Linked DNA regions of Oryctolagus cuniculus: region 2 is linked to region 1. Evidence: chromatin contacts called from public Micro-C data. All regions are on one chromosome and are shown on one strand. Each heading gives the region's core, a stretch centred on a gene start, on an enhancer-like site or on the middle of the called end of the contact. The rest is flanking DNA. Distances are from core to core; before and after follow the strand shown. Region 1 holds the start of KICS2 (KICSTOR subunit 2). Region 2 holds the start of XPOT (exportin for tRNA).

Region 1 (6,629 bases), core at 1,200-3,699:
ACAGCCCTCAGGCTCACCCAGGCCAGCTGGGGTTCAAGCAGAACTAATCCTGTTAGAGCAGTTGGAGCCACTTCACCAGGCACTCTTACACACCAGGCAGTCAGTTCTGCTTACATAAAAACCTGGCTCATACAATCTAAAACTGGAGTAGCAGATTTTTAAAGTGGAGTTCATTAATAATTCTTTAGGAAATCCAACTGAACTTTCTCAGTGTAGACGCAAAAGTGTGTGTACACCTCTATTTGAGGAGTAAATCCACAGCTTTCATCAAACTCCCATGAGTGAAAAAAAAAAAAAAAAAAAAGCTAAGAATCACGGCATTTGGAATAATATGGGGTTAAGTCCAGAACAACCAAACTGTCCAATATGCCCATTTTCAATATTACAGCTAGAATCCTTTCTTCATTTATATATATAAAACACATATATCATATACAGCACTATCATATTTTATGCAAATGATAATCATGTACCTATACTTAATAAATTACATGGATACAGACTCAGTCTGACAGTTCAAAGGAAGGTATTCTGGTTTGGGATCCACCCACACAACTATATAGGAGTTACTGATCTTCAAAAGCAATAACAGCAATTGCACACTTGTGAGAAGTTTCCCACTGGCAAAAGGGAACAGCATTCATGCCTATCTGACTGGTTTCTGCCACTAAATCAACACACTAAATAACAAGTCATTATCTGAACAGCCAGGCAGAAGCTGGGCTCTCTGAAAGCCCTACCCCTCGGGTTAGCGTTCAAAGAGCAAGGGGATGCGAAGGGTCAACGCAAGGAGCGGAGAGATGAGAATGTAACCTCCATCCAGGTTTATATTTCTAGTCTCTGAACTGTATGTGTGCGTTCTTCATTCACACCAGACCCCGGGCCTCTGACAAAATTAAAAGGTCTAAAACAGGCCAAAGGCATTCAAACGACTCTCAAAGTTCTGGGATCCGGACACATTTGTTTGCATTACTGTAAGCAGTAATACTTTGTATGCACAACTCTTGGCTCCTCCTCCTCCACTCATGCCAATTGTTTCTAGCACGGAAAATCAGTTGAATCGGGTCTTGCATCTTATTTTTCAGGGGCAAGACTGACATGGGGTGCTGAGTATTTACCATTTTCCCCTTTATGTCTAGCGTTAGGCGTATTTCCTGCCTTTCCTGCCCAACATTCAATGACTCCTTCGTTCATTAAGTCTGTATGGAGGGGCCCGACTCCATCTGCAACTCGCAGTGGCTTTCACCTCGGAAGGCCAGCCAGACCACCGTACTCATTAAACACAACCAGGTGGTACCGCCCAGCTGTGCTTCTCCGGTGGCGGCGTCGCTAGTTAGAAGGAAGAGGACACGGACTGTGCTTAACTTCTCACTCCGGCACCAAGCAAGGCCCGAGGCGAGACGGTAAATCGCGCGGCACGGCCCCGCAAGCAGCCTTCACCCGGCCGACCCATCTATCCGCAGCGAGCCGGCGGCCCGGAGAGGCAGACACAGGAGCCCCAAGCCGCGCCGACCGGGGAACCGAACCCCCTTTCCTTCCTCCTCGGGGGTACGGGGGGCGGGCGGAGGTACCTAGTTTCTGCCCCAGGTAGGTGAGGCTGTGATAGACCTTCTCGGCCGCGGCCAGGTGCGCCAAGGCCGCCAGCAGCGACAGCCAGCTGGCGCCCGCGCTCTTGTTGGCCTCGCGTTCCTTCTCCACATTGTCCTTGGCCTTGTCGTAAGAGAAGATACCCAGGTGAGAGAAGAACGTCTCCAGCACGGCCTGTTCCACCGGGACCGGGGCGGCCAGCGGGATTGCCTCCCCCATGCGCGCTGCGCTCCAGCTCCACCCACGTGGCCCGCTCTCCCTCGCACTTCCGGGTTCGGAGGGAGCGCGCGGGCGCACGGCCCTGCGTGCGCGTGACCGCCTCAAGCGGCGAGCTCCGGAGCGCGCCCCCGCAGAGGCGGCGCCAGGGCCTCCCGGGAGACGCAGATAGGAGCGAGGGCAAGGGAGGAGGTAACCGTTCCCGGGCTCCTTCAGCCGTCGGCTCCAGCAGCTCTAACCATTCGAACCCCAACCGTGGGAAGCCTCCGTGCAGCTGACCGCGGTCTGGGATAAGCGAGGGAGCCCCTCCCGGTGAGACTGCGTTAGTGCCGATGACGTCACGCCTGCATGACGTCAGTTCTTGCGTTGACGTCTGGCCGGGGCTTGATGGGCCAAGCTAGAAGAGGCGGCTGGCAATTGCCTTCCGCTCTCCCAAGAAGGGCTGTGAGAGCTCTTAAGTCAATGCAAGTAAACGGTTTATGACTGGAAATCTGACAGATAAAGGTTTACCTTGTTTCTCCATTGCGTAATTTGTATGCCGCTGCACACCGTCAATTAACTGTCTCCTGTGTCCCGTTCTAGTCGTCTCTGGTCTGCGCACTCCATAGAGCTTCCAAGCCGAGCGCCCGGGCACGTTGGCTCCGTGCTCATCCACCCCAACTACAGGAAGCTCCCCTTAAAATTCATGTCAGCCGCTCGTGCCGTGTCCGCCCCTTTGAAGCAAGGCCTGCTGCTTGCTAAGCTGGGTTTTTCCTTGCTGCTTCCTTGTAGGAGCTGCTGCTTTGTGGTTTCTGCCCCTCCCCTATTAGCCTGTGGGCTCCCTAGACCCGGGGACTAGGGTTCACTACAATCTTTTAAAAAATTGCATTCACATAAAGAGAACAGATTTCATGTATTTCATGCCTACACTTCTCAGATAACCATACTTCCCTCCTTGTCTCCCTCCCTCGAGCACAGCCTTTCTGTAATGAACAGCACAGTGATGCTTACTGAGAGACGGCCTGCTTTCCTTTTAACTGGAGCTCTTCTGGGGTCGCTGCCTTGCAGTGCAAATCCCACGAATCTAATTTGAATGAGTATGGATTATACTCTTGTTCCTTGTCCTCAAGTATAATTCAGATCAACCAGGTTAACTGTGATACAGGGCAGGATCTTATATGTGATGAAGATGAAAAAGAGAGGTACAGTAATAGCTTCCAAAGAACTGGAAAGGCCTTCTGGAGTGTAGGGGTCGTTGATGAGTGAATGGAAGCTAATAACTTAAAAAAAAGTCTAATACCAGCACGAAACGGACACTGAAAGAGATTATTAAACTCACAAATATACCCGTTATGTAAGAATTCCTTAGATAATAACGGTGATATTATTAAAAAGTGCAGAAAATAAATTTTCAGTAACAGTAAAGGGGACATGAATAAATGCAAAATAGCTGTCACCTTGTTTCTTGTTAACCAAAAAAAGGTATAAAACATAAGAGCATGGACAAACTAGAAAAGGTGACTATGTCATGCATCCAGAGATAGTGAAGAACCCTGTAATCCTAAAAGAACTGGAAGGATTTACAAAGGAAGATATGGACGTGCCTATATAACAAAGCATTTTTACATGTCCACAAAGTACAACGCCAATCTGAGGGAAGTATTTGTAAACTATGTCAGACAAAGGTTTAATGTGCTTAACATACTAATACTTCTTACTAGTATGAATAAAAAGACGTGAGTACACAAGTTTCAAAAGAAATATAAAATGTTGGGGCAGGCACTATGGCGCAGTGGGTTAATCCTCTGCTTGTAGCGCCGGCATCCCATTTGGATGCTGGTTCAAGTCCTGGCCACTCCTCTTCCAATCCAGCTCTCTGCTGTGGCCTGGGAAAGCAGTAGAAGATGGCCCAAGTCCTTGGGCCCCTGCACCCGCGTGGGAGACCTGGAAGAAGCTCCTGGCTCCTGGATCAGATCAGCCCAGCTCCAGCCATTGCAGCCATCTGGGGAGCGAAACAGCAGATGGAAGACCTTTCTCTCTATCTCTCCCTTTCTCTTTCTGTAACTCTGCCTTGCAAATAAATACTAAATAAAATCTTTTTTAAAAAGAAATATAAAATGCTAATAATCATTTGTTTTAAATATCTAACCTCACTAGTAATCAAAGAAATGTAGATCCAATTGTTATATCCAGTTTTTCATCTATCTGATTAACAAGAGACTTAAAGTATCGATAAACATGCAGAATTGTACACTGCAGGTGTGAATATATGGCCTTTCTGGATAACATGTGGTGATGTATATCAATAATAAATTAGAATATATGGAGGTGTCTAAAATAGTGTCTGAGACAAAACACTTGTTAATACATCATTAATAATGTTACCATTAACGTTGGCACATACCTTTTATTCAACAGAGCACCAAAAAATCCATTTAGTTAACACTTCCATCACCTCATAGAGTTACCTCAGGAACATAGAGTTACCTCAGGCAGAGTTAACAGAGAGGCAGAGAGAGAGAGAGAGAGAGAGAGAGAAAGAATCTTCCACCTGCTGGCTCACTCCCCAGATGGCCGCAATGGCTGGAGCTGCACGGATCCAAAGCCAGGAGCTGGAAATTTATTTCGGGTCTCCCAGGTGGGTGCAGGGTCCCAAGGGTTCTACCCCTTCCCAGGCCATAGCAGAGAGCTGGATAGGAAGTGGAGTAGCCAGGATTCAAAACGGCATCTTTATGGGATGCCAGCACCGCAGCCAGTGGCTTTACCCGCTGTGCCACAGCGCTGGCCCCACAATATAGTATTATTAACAATTATCATCAAGATGTCCATTAACTCAGCAGAACATACTCATTTGGTACTGACCCAACACTCCCCATTTCCCCTCCCCCCCAGTCCCTAACTTTCACCTATCTACCGCCATATTATGAGTATGATTTTTTGAATTCCACATATAAGTCGAAGCATACACAGTTTGTCTTTCTGTGTCTGGCCTACTTAACCTAATTTCCTCTGGGTTCATTCATGTTGTCACAAATGGCAAGATTTCCTTCTTTTCTTGTGGCTGAATGGTATTCTGTTGTGTGTATGTATCCCATCTGTTTGCTGTGGACAAACGCGTCAATTGTTTCCACATCTTGACCATTGTGAGTACTGCTGCAATAAACATGGGTACAGATATCTTGCATTTCCTTTGGATAGTTACGCAGAAGTGAGATTGCTGGCTCACAGGATAGTTCTTTTTCAATTTTTTTAGGTACCTCCATACAATTTTCCATAATGACTGTAACCAATTTACTTCCCATGAATACAAGATTTCCTTTTCTCTACAACCTTATCTCTTATCTTTTAATAATACAAATAGTCATCCTAACAAGGTGTGAGATATTGTAATTTTGATTGGCATTTTCCTGATGATTAGTAATGTTGAGCATGTTTTCATATATCTGTTGGCCATTTGTATATGTTGTTTCAAAAATTTTTCCCATTTTACAATCAGGTTATTTTATTTTTATTAATAAATTGTATGAGTTCCTTATATATTTTGGATATTAATCCTTATCTGATATGTAATTTGCAAATATATTCTCCCGTTCCATAAATTGCCTTTTCATTTTGCTGATGATTTCTTTTTTTTTTTTTTTTTTTTTTTTTTACAGGCAGAGTGGACAGTGAGAGAGAGAGAGAGACAGAGAGAAAGGTCTTCCTTTGCCGCTGGTTCACCCTCCAATGGCTGCCGCGGCAGGCGCACCGCGCTGATCCGATGGCAGGAGCCAGGTGCTTCTCCTCGTCTCCTATAGGGTGCGGGGCCCTAGCACTTGGGCCATCCTCCACTGCACTCCCTGGCTGTCGCTCCCCCTCTTCGTGGAGGAACGACACAGGACCCTGCGCTGTTCTTTCGTCTGCTCGGCCCTCCCCGGGTTTGCTGCTGGTTCTTCCCGGGTTGGCTACTATCCCTTCCACCTCCGTGGAAGGGCGGTTCCCCCGGCCACATTCCCCACTTCCGCAGGGGAGCGGCACACCGCCGGCCGGCTTTCTGGGGGCTGCACAGGCGTTCCTTCAGATGTTCCCCTTAGATGTTCCCCATAGATGTTCCCGGTGCATGCCGTCTCTCTCCTCCTTTATAGTCCTTCTCTGCCAATCCCAACTCGGCTGCCCACACGCCGAGTACGCTGCTCTCCTCCAATCAGGAGCAAGTCCTACAGTTTATTGGTTGAACTGGAGGCAGCTGTGCAGAAGCTGTTTACTTCTCTCCCAGCGCCATATTGTGGGAGAGCAGATGCATAGAATAAGTCTTAATTCCAGTAACTCAGTCTAGTCCGGATTGCTCCCCACAGATCCCCCTTTCTTTTTATTTTTGGCGTTGATACGCGCCTGTCTTCGGTTGTGAGGAGGTTTTTAGGCGCTGATGCGTGCCTGTGTTCGGTGCCCTGCAGTGCATGCTCTGCTCTGCCTGCAGGGGCTTACAAGCCCTATCAGGCAAACTGAATCCAAGCCTTCTCATTGCCATATTGTGGGGAGGCTTATTGGTGTTGATTCGTGCCTATCTTCGGTGACCTGCAGCTCATACTCTGGTCGAGCTGCTTGCTGGCGCTTACCGCCTTAATCAGGCAGACCCAATCCAAGCTTTCTCATTGTTACTGATGTTAATTCGTGCCTGTCTTCGGTGACCTGCGGCGCATAAGCTGCTAGCCGCCGCAGGTGCTCATCGCCTCACTTAATCGGGCAGACCGAATCCAAGCCCTCACATTGCAGTGTTGTAGGGAGGCCTTTCTATTTCTCTATTTCTCTATCTCCGGGCATTCCTATTTCTCCCATTTTACTTCTATCTTCCAGCATTCCTATTTCTC
Region 2 (6,896 bases), core at 3,006-5,505, 140 kb after region 1:
GTGACTGGGTTGGAGTCACAGCTCTGCACCAGATTCTAGTTTCCCGCTAAAGTGCATCTTGGGGGGCAGCAGGTGATGGCTCAGGATGTTGGGTCTCTGCCACTCACACGGGAGACTTGGATTGAGTTCCTGGCTCCCAGCTGTAGCCTGGCCCAGATCCGGCTAGTGCGGGTATTCAGGGACTGACTCAGCAGGTAAAAGACCTCTCTGTGTTACTGCCTTACACTTATTTATTTGAAAGACATAGTGATGGAGAGAGGAGAGAGAGAGAAATATTCTGACTGCTTGTTCATTCCCGAAATGGCCACAACAGCTAGAGCTAGGCCAGGCTGAAGTCAGAAGGCAGGAATTCCATCTGGTCTCCTATGCAGGTGGCAGGGACTCAAGTATTTGAGCAACTATCTTCTGCTCTCAAGCATATTAGCAGGGAGCTGGGTCAAAAGAGGAGTAGCCAGAACTGGAACTGGCACTCTGGTATGGGATGTGGGTGTCCCAAGGGCCACCTAACCCACTGTGCCACAGTACCCATTTTACACACACACACACACACACACACACACACACATTTTAAAAAGGGGTAGAGAAAGAAAGATATGGAATAGAACAGATGTGATAGACAATGCTATGACGAAATAGTACTGGGACACTGAACATCAAGGAGACAAAGGTGACACCGCAGACCTTGAGTTATATTGAGAGGTTCATTAAGAGGAAGTTATTTTTGGGAGGAAGATCATGACTTTGGTCTTAGTCAGTTTGGGGTGCTATAACAAACTTTCATAGCCTGGATAACTTAAATAACAATCTATTTCAAGATCCAGCATCTAGTAAGGACCTGCTTCCTGTTTTACAAATGGCTTTCTTCTCCTCGTACCTTGTACCTTCACATGGCAAAAAGAAAGATAGCTATCTCTTTAGCACTTCTTCTAAGGGCACTAATCCCATTCACGAGGGCTCTACTTCATTACTTAACTACCTCCAAAGACCTCACCTCTGAATACCATCATCTTGGGATTAGGTTCAACATATGAATTTGGGGGTACACAAACTTTCAGTCCACTGACAATATTTTAGAGTTGAGGAGCTGGTGAGACATGTAGGTATCTGGGAACGCAAGACAGTACAGAATACTGGAAGCAGAAGTATAGAACTAGAGGTCATCTTCCTAGATTAAATATTGAAACTGTGGAAAGAGGTAACTTCTGAAGGGGCAAGTGTAGGCAAAAGAAAACCAGATGGCTAAGATCATAAACATGTCAAGGGAGCAGAAGTAGGCATGTGGAGAAGACAGAGAGGAGGGCTTAAAATGTAACAGGAACTTAAGAATACTATAGGGTCAGAAGCCAAGAGAGTAGAGAATTTCAAGGAGAAAGGAAATAGTCAACAGAGAAGTTGAAAGAAATGAATAAAAGTGGTCATAATGTCAGACAGTGTGTAAGAGCTCAGTAGTGATTCAGGAGAATACAGATGACAAAAGCCAAGAGAAGCAAAGGAACTGTGGGCAATAAACATGGTGTGCTGGAGACAAGAAATCGCCAATCAAGTCCAGGGTTACAGCTAACCATTTACCAGCAGGACACACTACTTATAATAGATCTACCTTGGTTTCCTCATGAAAGGACAGTGACGACAACGATGATGATACCTACTCTGTCCCTGCAATGTTAAGTGGAACGCAGTAGGAAAGATATATGGAATAACAGTATGATGAAATAAACCTAGATGTTACCTACTGGCGTTCTCTGAAATTGAAAGAAAAGGGAGATTTGGGACAGGAACATATAAAATGTTGTTTAAACAACAAAACAAGAGGGTACCAGAGTACATTATAGGACCAGGAACTGACACACTGCTGCTTTACAATGTCATCAGTCTTAACTGACCTTTATTTCAGAGACAGGGATTAGGTGCACAGACTCTGCAGGAAGGCATGGGGAACCTTTCCTCTGCCAAGTGTCATTCAGATATTTACCATTTGTGTGCCACACCAAATGATCAAATTAAAAATTAACTCGCTATAGATGTATTGAATTCTAAATCCCGCCTACGGTTGCCATGGCAGGGCTAGATCAAATAATTTCACAGGCCTTACAGGACCCCCAGGTCCGATGTTCTGTACCCCTCTTCTAGAATCAAACTATGTAGGTTTGAATCCCAGTTTGGCTGACTTCTATGCACTTCAGGTTTCTCAAGTACAAAATGGGAGTAATGTTAATAGTAACAACTCCCTAGTTGTTCTGAGAATTAATGTGTGAACTCCTAGAACAGTGTCTAGCACTCAAGAAATGCTCAAAAATGTTGACAAGTAATACATAAAAGCACTGCCACATGCAAACATCCATGCCTTATGTTAAAATAGCAACAGTGGCATATATCAAAACTTTGATAACTGGCATTTTATGTTAATCTGAGATGAGAAACTGTACATTCCTTCATGGGACTGGACAGAATATGGAATGATCAAATTTAATACCTTTTTTAGATCCTCTTTGGTTGTATTCCACCAAGTAGTTCCTTATTCGTTCCGAAATAACGTGAGCTTACAAAATTGAAAGGCTTTCTTTTCTTTTTAAAAAAGATTTATTTATTTATTTGACAGTCAAAGTCAAGAAAGAAAGGGAGAGACAGAGAGAGGTCTTCCATCCACTGGTTCACTCCCCAAATGGCCACAATGGCCAGGCCTGGGCCAGGCCCAAGCCAGGCCCAAGCCAGGAGCTTCTTCCAGGCCTCCCACGTGGATGCAGGGACCCTAATACTTGGGCCATCTTCCACTGTTTTACCCAGGCCATTAGCAGGGAGCTGGATCATAAATGGAGCAGTTGGAACATGAACCGGATAAGGACACTGGTGCCACAGGCAGCAGCTTTATCTGCTGTGCCACAACACCGGCCCCAACTGAAAGATATTTACAATCCTAGGTATTTGAACTACCATGAAGGAAAGGCCAGTCACCAAATTATAGATAAGCTACAGATACTAGATAAGCTATATAAACTTTGTATGATATTTAACATATGAAGTATGTATAAAATCCATGTACAAAGTAAAAAAAAAAAGGCAAGGAAATCCAGTTACAAAACAACATAGTGAATTCTTTTAAGATGAGACAGTGAAATATGCTAAACATATCACACAATGCAAAGCCACTTGAACCAGGATTATTACCGAGCTTCCACAGTCCATAGCTGACCATCACAGCTAATGGAATAATTCATGCAACTCATTTATTGAGTTGTAACTACAGATTGGCACCGGTGTTGGCTCTAAGGGATACACTGAAACACACAGGACAGGAATCCTAGCCCAACATTTTAAACAGTAAGTTAGACATGTGATGCAAAAGTGATTAAAAATATTTTATATATGAGTTGCCTAATGCAGTATCATGCACACGGGATGACTAAATAAATGTAGTTGTAACATTAGTTTTATTCCATTTCTCTCCCTTCCAATTCATACTGTATAGTCAACAATGAGACCTAGAGACTGAGCATTACAGTGTGCCAAACACGTGCATTAGCTCAATTCTCACAGCTCTTGGAACCTGGAACTGAGAAGACCTCAAAAGGTTTGTGTAAAACAGAAGGTTTATTTTGGTGCAAAAGTTTTTTGAAATCCACGCATACTCCCTTCACTAGTACCCCCATTTTAGATATGCAAGTTAAGGAATGCGCCTAAGGGCAACTATGAGGCGGGGCCTGGGACTCAATTCCGTGGAGCTGGAGACTCAGTACCTCTGCGCTGCACTAACATATTAAAAAACTGGACATTTGGTGCCACCAAGAGAACTTAGGAGTCGGGCTTCCTAGGAGTACTCTGCTCCCTTCCCCGTACAATTTAAAACGACGTGCAAAACTTGTCAGCACTCAGCGGATGCTCACACCCCTGAACTCGGGTCACGTGGGACCACACGAAAGGAATTAAACTTCTGCCTCACACGTGATTTGAACCACGTCGCCGACGTTTCCGAAACTCTGTTCTCTAACCTACCAACTGCTGCACGAAGCCTTCACCGAACGCTCGGAGACAACCGGACCGCACGGCTCAAAGGCCTGCCAGGACCCGGGAAGAGCCCTGAGCGTCTCGGGGCCAGATGCTTCGTCCCGGCATGCACCACACAGGCCCGGGCGACCACGCCGCCCGGAAGCGCCGCCTGCCCGTTGCATGCTGGGAGTTGTAGGCCCCCGGCCGCAGCCCGCGGGCGGCCGTCTGTACTCTCCATGAGGCTGCTGGCGCTAGCCCGCGCGGCACCGACGCGGGGAGCGCGCCTCGCGCTGACTCAGCGGCAGCGGCGGCGTTAGCCGGCCCTCGCGCTCTTTCCTTTCCTGGGGCGCCGACCCCGCCCGCCTGCTCGCTGGCTTGCCTGCCCCGCGCCACGCAGGAGAAGGCGACAGGGTACGCGACGCGGTGAGAGGCGCGCGGCCGGCTCGGTCCCCGGCGTTGGCTCTGCTGTCGTGGCGGAGGACTACGGCGACAAGGACGAGGGCCGCTTTCCCTGCGCCCTGCGTGCAGCGCCGCTCCGCTCGGCTCACCGGCCCTGGGCAGTGCAGGCGGACTGGCGAGATGGAGTGATAGGGAAGGTGACTTGGGGCTCGGGGGGCAGTGGGACATGGCTCCGACTGGGTCCGCGCGTGGCTGCGAGGAAGTTGGCCAGGGCGGCCCGGCCCGGGGGAGCCCCGACGCCTGGGAGGGGTGCAGGCCGGGGACCCTCCATGGCGGTGCTGCTTGGGGCCGGGCGGACCAGGTGGGGGCGGGTACGAGCCGTGGCCGCCCGAGGCCGGCTGTTTCATCACCCGAGTTGCCACGAGGCTTCCTTTTGGGGAGAGATCCAGGGAACGGATGAAGACCAGGCCTGCCGACGAGGGTCGGCATCGCCTGTGGCCCCCACCCCAATCATGGTAGTTGGAGCCTGTCCCGCCCATTTCAACGCAAAGACCTCAAACTTGATAAGGTCCTCCCGCCCGCTCTGGGGGAAAGGAGGTAAAGGGTTTTTTCTGCGTAGTAATTTGCCAGCAGGACGCTCCATATCTTCTGCTCCCTTCCTCCCAGTCCTGCAAGAGGAGAGAAGCGTGATGCTTCCCCGTAACCAGAAAAACGAGTACTTTTTGAGAGCGCTAATTAGTGGTTACTGGGGGAAGTTGCGTTTTATGAAAGCGACTTGGCATGGTGTTAAAAGGCTGGAACGATGAACGCCTGGCTTTTGAACCGGTCTTCGGTGGGTGTGGAGGAATTTTCCCGAACTGTTGGATGCCCAGTAGCCGTCCAGAAAAAAAAAAAAAAAAAGTTAGGGTTTAGTAGTTGTGTTGCTGGCCTGCACCTCGGAGAGGTGCCCGATTGAGACCACGCTGTTAACCGGTGTTAGCGGCTGCACAGCCAGGTGTGGCGGTCGAGGGTAGGTGCTCCTGCATAGCCTTGTCTGGGAAGCTTGTCGCTCCTTCTCGCCAAGTGCAGCTTGGCGGTTGTTGGCGCACATGTAGGTGATTGACCACGTTCCGTTGCCTGTGGTTATCCAGGTGCCTTTCCTGTGGCGATTGCTGTGGAACGGACAACTGTAACGAGTTTGTTTCCTTACTTTGTTTATTGGCTGAGTTTTCCTTAGCACCACTGTTAAGTTTCGGGGTGCTTGGATCAAGTCCAGCAGTTTTCCCTAAAGCCTTGGCAAATGCAAGGAAGCTCTTCCAGGAATTTTCAATCTGGTGCTCATGGAAGCTCTGAAATTGTCGTCTTGTCGTTTTTGGACAAGAGAACTTGCCTTTTCCCCTCCTACGTCCCCCCCCCCCCCCAATCAAAATGCTCATCTAGAATGTCTGAGTACTTCCTGTCCCCCTTGTGCCTACCTTGGGTTATAAATCACCTACTGAGGTTCCACTGTGTACTAGGCCTGCTGTGCATACCTTATCTCATTGAAGCATTTACCAGATGACCAGATGGTCTGTTTCCCATTTCATAGTAAGGGCTGTCTCTCTCACATTTTGTTAAGTTGTCCACATGGCCTCAGTTTAAACATGACAAGACTGGAATACAAGCCCGGGTCTTTCCAAGTCCAAAACTAGTGTTCTGCTTCCCAGGGACAGTGATGAATATTCAAGGCAGTCATTGTCCTTAAAGTTAATGAGAGAAAACTGGTAAACCGGCAGTGACCACGCAGAGGTGCTTAGGAGGGGGTATCTAATCCAATTAGGGAGGCTTGGACAATACGGGTCAAAGTAGTATTCTTGAAAGTGGTGACCTTTAAGTTGAATTTTGAAGGACAAGCAGGGGTTAACCAAGTAACAAAAAGAGCAGTGAGTGTGTGCAAAGATGAAAGGCAGAATACCCCTGGAGAAGGGCCATGTGGTTGGGCATCACTGGCCGTCCTGATTTGGGCTGCAGAATGTCGAGTTTCTCTGAAGTGTCCCGAGGTCAGTGGGGAGTTACACTGCCTTGCTGTGGTCTGCAGGTATGCTGTAAACCCTAAGGGGCTGAGCTTCCTGATCCAAGGGGCTCAGCCCACACCCTGATTTACCATTTTTCTAGCAGGCTCAGGGGAAGCAAGAAGAGCACATTGTGAGACAGGCCATGTTGTGTAGATCTAATCCTGGCCTCACCATTCCTAAAAGACCCTCTCCCCACTACCTCCCACTCAGGCTCTTGGCTTCTTGAGGTTCTCTTTGGGTAATTTACAGAACCGCCCCCCAGCCTTATTGGGAATAGTAAGGCCTGGTCTCTTGTACCTTATAGGAATTAATGCAATTTTCACATCATTTAGGGTTTTCTCAAATTAATATACATTCTTTGAAACCATAAACTGCCTTTGGGGGCCTTATCATGTTCTGTTAGACCCTATATTGTGAAGAAGTAAATTATTTCTCAGAGTTTAAAAAAAGTTTTTAAAAGTAGTAACAAGTCATTTTTGA

The links. A called contact is a pair of places that touch in the nucleus more often than the background predicts.
Region 2: a Micro-C map of ear pinna shows a contact between it and region 1, with 6 times the contacts expected there. The contact joins the promoter of XPOT here to the promoter of KICS2 in region 1. A contact is called at or near these places in 2 of 6 Hi-C or Micro-C datasets (ear pinna and an unstated tissue).

Annotation. Positions count from the first base shown.
Region 1 is chr11:66,425,475-66,432,103 of mOryCun1.1, forward strand. It overlaps KICS2 (KICSTOR subunit 2), which reads right to left and starts at 2,450. Exons shown (of 3, transcript XM_070052571.1): 1 at 2,314-2,450. The coding sequence starts at 2,326. It overlaps LOC138844380 (a long non-coding RNA gene), which reads left to right and starts at 1,888. Exons shown (of 2, transcript XR_011380140.1): 1 at 1,888-2,115; 2 at 3,655-3,900.
Region 2 is chr11:66,560,969-66,567,864 of mOryCun1.1, forward strand. XPOT (exportin for tRNA) reads left to right here and starts at 4,256. Exons shown (of 25, transcript XM_051845640.2): 1 at 4,256-4,395.